Linked DNA regions of Danio rerio: region 2 is linked to region 1. A link is a contact called in public Hi-C data. All regions are on one chromosome and are shown on one strand. Each heading gives the region's core, a stretch centred on a gene start, on an enhancer-like site or on the middle of the called end of the contact. The rest is flanking DNA. Distances are from core to core; before and after follow the strand shown.

What was found. Hi-C and Micro-C count contacts between places; a contact is called where the count stands out from the background.
Region 2: a Hi-C map of fibroblasts shows a contact between it and region 1, with 3 times the contacts expected there. The contact joins two enhancer-like sites. A contact is called at or near these places in 3 of 18 Hi-C or Micro-C datasets (caudal fin, embryo and fibroblasts) and 1 of 4 datasets of contacts at active chromatin or transcription factors (caudal fin).

The regions. Positions count from the first base shown.
Region 1 is chr6:53,075,982-53,079,718 of GRCz12tu, reverse strand. No RefSeq gene overlaps it. Among named protein-coding and RNA genes, the nearest start is that of mych, 19 kb to the left of the region's middle. Within about 2 kb of position 1,933, at least 11 of the 62 cell types and tissues checked have an H3K27ac peak or open chromatin away from gene starts, as enhancers often do.
Region 2 is chr6:53,225,237-53,228,973 of GRCz12tu, reverse strand. It overlaps mtss1 (MTSS I-BAR domain containing 1), which reads left to right. Exons shown (of 15, transcript NM_001123252.1): 15 at 1,600-2,226. The coding sequence ends at 2,226. Among named protein-coding and RNA genes, the nearest start is that of mtss1, 100 kb to the left of the region's middle. Within about 2 kb of position 1,788, at least 6 of the 62 cell types and tissues checked have an H3K27ac peak or open chromatin away from gene starts, as enhancers often do.

The DNA.
Region 1 (3,737 bases), core at 684-3,183:
ATCCATGATGTGAATCTCCTGTTCCACAACATCCCAAATGTGCTCGATTAGATTGAGATCTGCTGACTGTGGAGGCCATTTGAGTACAGTGAACTCATTGTCATGTTCAAGAAACCAGTCTGAGACGATTCAAAATTTATGGCATGGTGCGTTATCCTGATGGAAGTTGCCATCAGATGATGGGGACACTGTGGTCATGAAGGGATGGACATGGTCAGCAACAAAACTCAGGAAGGCTGTGGAGTTGACACAATCCTCAGTTGGTACTAATGGGCCCAAAGTGTGCCAGGAAAATATCCCCCACACCATTACACCACCACCAACCTGAACCATTGATACAAGACGGGGTGGATTCATGCTTTCATGTTTTTGATGCCAAATTCTGACGCTACCATCCAAATGTTGCAGCCGAAATCGAGACTCATCAGAGCAGGCAACGTTTTTCCAATCTTCAATTGTCCAATTTTGGTGATCCTGTGTGAATTGTAGCCTCAATTTCCTGTTCTTAGCTGACACAAGTGGCACCTGGTGTTGTTTTCTCCTGCTGTAGCCCGTCCGCCTCAAGGTTTGACATATTGTGTGTTCAGAGATGCTCTTCTGCATACCTCAGTTATAACAAGTGGTTATTTGAGTTACTGTTGCCTTTCTATCAACTAGAACCAGTCTGGCCATTCTCCTCTGACCTCTGGCATCAACAAGGCATTAGCGCCACAGAACTGCCGCTCACTGGATATTTTCTCTTTTTTGAACCGTTCTTTGGTAACCCTAGACATGATTGTGTGTGAAAATTACAGTAGATAAGCAGTTTCTGAATTACTCAGACCAGCCCGTCTGGCACTAACAACCAAGCTTTCTTCCCCATTCTGATGCTCGGTTTGAACTGCAGCAGATTGTCTTGACCATGTCTACATGCCTAAATGCATTGAGTTGCTGCCATGTGATTGTCTGATTAGAAATATCGTTAACAAGCGGTTTAGTTTAGTTTAGTTTAAACTTTATTGTCCGTTCTGCTTGACACAGAAAGGAAATTTTTCTTCAACACTGGATTTAGGACAACAATTACAAACATACAACAACGACACAATAACACTTATCAAGACAACAACATAAGTTAAAAGTCTAAAAACCAAATTAGCCCCATGCACAATACTGCAAATCATTCTTTGTAACCACCTCATTCACTACAAACATTAATCCGGTTTAGAACAACAACTGCCATTGGGATAAATGACTTTTTATAGGCATTTCTTCGTGCTTTAGGAATTCTAAACCTGCGTCCTGATGGTAGCAATTCAAATGCTGAGTGAAGGGGATGTGTATTATCTTTAAAAATCACAACTGCTCTTTTTTCCATAAAAGAGTCAAATAAAATCTGGTTGGACAGGTGTACCTAATAAAGTGGCCGGTGTAGTTATGTCATTCACAAAGCTTGATGGGACTGTAGTTCCTTCTGCCATTAAGTACTTATTTTAAACAGTTTTATATACTTTGACTCAAATCATAGTTTGTAATGGTGCAATTCATCTCATAGCTTGTCGGTTGTGTTCATGGCTAAAAAACTCCTATGAGAAAATAAAAGAGAAAATTTCTTCCAGAAGAAACTTTCTTTAAAAAAAAGCAACCACTAACGCGCTCTATATGAAGCAAACACCAGTAAAGTAGAGCCTCAAGACCACTAACACCACTTCTAAATTGCAGGTCAAATGCAGGATTTAGTTTGACAATAACCTGGCAATAATCTGTGTAAAAAACCCTAAACCTGAGCATTTCGAGCCAAATGAAAGTTCTCAAAACCCTTCAGATGTCCTAATGTGACCAAAAGTTTGAGCAAATCCATAAAAAGGGCCTCCGAGAAAATTCACATGGCTCCCACATGAGCGGCGTACAGGGGATGATCTGTTTTTCAGCCTCTTCCTCGAACTTTACGTCGGAATGTTTTCTAGGAACTGCAGGATATAAAACAGAACTGTGTGCAGGAAAAGCGCTGCGGCAGGAGGACCTGAATGGAAACATGCGGCAGGGGGGAAACTTGATTTAAAGGGGCGTGAAATAAGAGAGAGGGCATCATCGTAGTACGTCCAAATTTAGAGCATACCCAGAAAGAGAGAGTAGCAGCGGGTACAGACGATCAGGCCCTGGATCAGCAGATCACTGTAGAGCACATCTTTTCCTGCTGGCCATTTAGGGTAGAAGCTGGCACAGATGCCGCCCTTAGCATGCAGTTGGTGACCACAACTGACCCGCAATCTGACGCCACGCGTGCCCTCACTGAAGCCTCCATTCATCACACTTCTCAGAAACAATGTCTCACTGTCCGCCGTCTTACATGACAAACTTGGTGGCGCTCCAAATTTTTGATCCTTGAAATCACAAGACGGCTCACACTGCTGTCAACTTGTCAAAGTAAAAGTTCAGCGCCAAATTTACATTCAGTGGAACTTAAGAAAGGAGAAGTTTGTGTAGCTGCTGTTTTCCATGTAATGCTGATCACACTTCACATGTGAAGGTCTTGCAGGACTTGACCTCTATTGTAGTGCTTTTATAGTAATTTTTTGAAGCTTTACTTCTCCTAAGCATCTCATTTTGCATTATTTGGCTGAAGCAAACCAAATGCATTATACACTACCTGACAAAGTCTTGGTGCCTATCTAAGTTTTAGGAACATCAAATGAATAACTTGATCTCTAGTTGAACATTTGGTATCAGAAGTGGCTTTTATGCAATGCAAAGGCCTCTAGATTACGTCTATTTAACTAAAATAAAATATGATCATGCCTTGATTTTTATTCATTTTATTAGGACAGTAAGGTCTGACTTTGTTTAGACAAAGTCTTGTCACTTAACAGAACTAATGTACAGTATTAGAATATAAACAGAACAGTCTAATGCACAGTATAGAATATAAAGTCATGGTGCAGCGGAAACAGAATTAATGTTCTGTTTTTCCTGAGGAAACTTAGATCGTTTAAGGTTTGTAACTTCTGTTGTATTACCTATTTATTGAATCTGTTTTATCTTTTTGCATTGTAGCTTGGTACGGTAATCTGAGTCTGTCAGGTAAGAACAGGCTAAGCAGCCTGGTTAAGGTGGCAGGCAAGACTGTCGGTTTTAACCAAGCTGGTCTAATGGTATCTTACCATAATTGTGTTTTAAAGAGAGCTCAGAGTATCCTATGCACCCATTGTACTCTGTGTTTCAGCTGTTGCCATCAGGATGTCGTTTTAGAGTTCCTATTTGCAGGACAAATAGAACCAGAAATGATGTTATAATGGTGACCATTAAGTCATTAAATGAAACCAGGGGGGAGGGAGATGCACCAACATAATGAAGTATGGTATGTTGTGTGGAAATATTTTATTAATGTGTACATGGAACTTCGCCTGTGTTATGGCACCTTGCTGCAATTTTTGTGCAAAATTTTGATCTAAAACTTTGGGAATTTGGCTAATGAGTAAACTTATTGTCTATCAGACATTTTGTTAGAAACAGTTTGGAATTCATTTGACCTTTCTAGTTAACAGGAAGTTTGGCCAGAGCAGAAATGGTCATGCACAACTGGGCCTGGTTTCTCTCAAGGTTTTTTTTCTTTCACTTTCATCGATTGGTGAACTAAACTGAACTTCAACTCTAAAAACTGAACTGACACAGTTTCAATTTACTAGAACTTCTGTTGAGCTGTTTGACACAATCTACTTTGTTAAAGCGCTAGATGAATAAAGATTAATTGAATTAAATTT
Region 2 (3,737 bases), core at 539-3,038, 150 kb before region 1:
GCCATTCACACAGAATGCGTTTTTCTATTCCAATGAGCTACTCTTTATTATTGTTTTATATAAATTCATTTGATGAATGTGCAACTGCTTTTATTCTAGCCGAAATAAAACAAAAAAGACTTTCTTCAGAAGAAAAAATATTATTAGACATGCTGTGAAAATTTCCTTGCTCTGTTAAACATCATTTGGGAAATATTTAAAAAGGGGGAAAAAATCAAAGGGGGGATAATAATTCTGACTTCAACTGTGTGTGTGTGCGTGCGTGCATGCGTGCATGCTTGTAAAATGATATGTGAATAGCCCCATACCATAAGTGATGTTAAGTGATCACTAAGCCTGTCACACTAAGACAGAAATTGTTGTCTCAAAACAGTTTGAGATAATTTTATGCCACTGATTTTATAACAGCGTAATAATAGAAATAAATAGCCATAACACTTTAAAATGCTTATCATTCTTAAGGTTATTTAGACTCCATAATTTAATGTTAAATTATTAAATGTCCTATTATAAATACTATTAAATGTCCTATTATAAATACTATTAAATGTCCTATTAGGTAAATGTCCAATTATAAACTTTGACACCATTGAGGTACTCTAAGTAAATGTCATTGTAAAATGGCTTTAGCATTATTTGTCAGTTTGTAAATATATATTGCAACAGTGTTAAATCACCATCTCCTCGCCAGATAAATATGATCCAGCCCCGGACACCAGATTTTGTCAGAAAACGGGTATCTGGACAACAAGTCAGCAGAGTTTCCAATGCCCAAACCTATGAACCAGTATTAAACTGAAGAACAGTCTCCTATTAATATAGGAGTTGACTGAGAAAACCAGAGAGGAGCAGAAGAAGGAGACGTAGTAATGATAATAAAGAAAGAGCAGAGCTTATTGAATAATCTTAGTTGCGTATGATTCAATGCTCAGACTTTGTCTGACCAAGATAAATCCAACAAGTGTTATTAAACCACAAGCAACAGCAAAGGAAAATTACAGCTTCACAACATTGTCCAGAGACAATACAGACCTTGAAATGGAGACATTCTCTTATCTCTTACACATGAAAACAAGTGTCGCTTAATTCTACAGTCATAAGATTATAACAATAAGGCAAAAACTAAAAAAATAATAAAGCAATAATTATAGGAAAATAATCATAAAAATATAAATGCATAAAAAATGACAAATAATAATCAATAATAATCCAATCATTAACTAATGATCAGTAAATTATATAATGAAATGAATAATGATCATATGATTAAATAAAATAATTAAATAAAGAATAAATAAATATGGACAAATGAAAATAAAACGCAAAACAAATGAATGGTTACTTTCTTGAAGCAACACACACACACATAAGTTTGCTACAAGGATTTTCAGATCTTTAGGTAAATTCTTCAACGGTAAAAAATATTGAGGTAATCTCCAAGTGTTACATGATAAGTCCATATTGATTATTGTGACAGGCCTATTGATCACAAAAGAAATTAGTATTTTGATGCCAGTTGTAATCCTGTACTATTTTTGATCTTGCTTACAATAATAAGAATATCACAGTAACCCGAGATCTCTTTCTCTTTTATTTTAGGTGCCTCTGAAGGCGTCCATTTCTACCGCTGGCCTGAGTGGCAGTGATGACATCACATGTCCTCCTGGAGTGACCCAAAGCAACAGAGTGCCCGGCTCCGATTTAGCTCACGCCAGGCATAATCTGTGTACGTCCACTCAAAGTCTGAGCGCGATGCCGCCTCCATACTATTCCATGTTCCCCGGGCAGCCACCAGTGGGCAGCACAGAGCCGCTGTATCAAATGAGCAAGCAACAGCAGTTCACACTACACCAACAACAACAGAGGCAGTATCAGCAGCAACAACAGCAACATTACAACCAAAAGCAATACAATCAATACAATCACCAACAGCAATACAATCAAGAGCCGCAGTATCAACAGATCCATCACAAAGAGCTCCAGCAGAAACTCAAACATCAAGTTCAGCAGCAGGTTCAAAACACGCTAGCTCACAATTCCGGCATGCCAAGTGAAAGCGGGCTGAATAACTCAGCTCAGCCTGGCGTGGATCATACAGACGGCGCTCCTGAACCGAGCAGCGGTGGAGGAGATATGTTAAGTATGATACGTAGAGGAGTGAAACTTCGAAGGACACTTACCAACGATCGTTCGGCGCCTTTAATCACGCCTAACTATCTCAATTGATTCAATTTTTTTTCGTTGAATTCGTCTGTGGCTTTTTTCCGTTTAGTGAATTCGTTCGAGCTTTTTCTTGTTGCGATTTTGTGTGTTTTTGTTTTTTAAGTGGAGGCAAAACTGTTGACGATTCTTGCCACTCGAAAAGACGTTCGATTTAAGTACACTGTGCTCTAAGAACAAACGTTTTGCAGCGTCCCTGCGAATGTCGCCTCTTAATAAAGTTGATTCTGCAGGCTACGTGCTTTACATATATATGTATACTTATATATACAGATATATATGTATTTAGAGATCTAGATTGACCGTCGGAGCTTAAAGATATATTAAAGTTATTTGTTTATGTCGTATTCGTAAGCACTCAGCCTTCTGGTTAGAGATCAAAAAACTTGTGTATATATTAGCGAAACTATGGAAAGACTGTTGTATTATTCACCTCTTTGTTTCTCGTTTGTTTTGGAGATTAGATAAAGCAGCACTAGGCGTCTATTTTTGTACAGTTTAGGGTAACTGAAAACTGCACCACTGCCTTTAATCCACCCAATGTCTGTAAAACGGATTCAGCCAATGAGTGGAGAGGAGGGGAGGGACCGAGCGTTGTGATTGGGTGGATGAATGAAGGACTGGATTATAGTGGATCATATTTGGGTTGCTTATGACTGTGAGAGCTTACGAAGGCATCACTGTGGTTATTTATTCAACCTGTTTGATTCTCAATCATTTTTAATCGTTTGTTCGTTTACCAAAGCTTTGACGCTGTAGCCCCGTAGTAGATGCATATAAATTTGCTCTCCTGGAGGATTTATTATAAAGACTCAATTCATAAAACCTCAAACTTGTGGCCTATGACTTTTTTTTTGGAGGCAATGTTTTGTTTTTGTATTAGAATCAAAGACATTTCTTGAAACAATTGTACTGTTCCTGGAAGGAACGTGAATGATTAGTTTTGTAGATTGAACTCTTGTTTTTTTTTTGTTCTTGTTTTTTTGTTGCAAAATGCCTTGGAAGTCAAAAGTGCTCCATTTATCTAATTTAAATAAACCGTATTGAATGGAAGTGGACGTTCTTAAGTCTTCGATTCCAAGCTACTCTTAATTATGGCTGCACAATAGTGTGTCTGCGGGGTCTTAAAAACTTTTAATGTCTTTCAAAAACAAAATTTTAGTGCTTAAAGTCTTAAATTCACTGAAATATTGTGTTGTGTGTCCGGAATCATTTTAAACAGGTCTTAATTTTCCTCTGTCCAAGTAAAGCTAACTGATTGGGTCGACATCCATCCAATCACCAGCAATCCATCTTAATAAAACCTTTTTTATATGCAAGTTTATATACATATATATATATATATATATATATATACATATATATATATATATATATATATATATATATATATATATATATATATATATATAATTTTCTTTTTTCTTTTTTTGCAAAGATCTACAGTAACTGTTTTTTTTTCCATTTTTTTTTTTAATTTTCCCCAAATTTACCCCTTAATCGATCCCAATTTTACC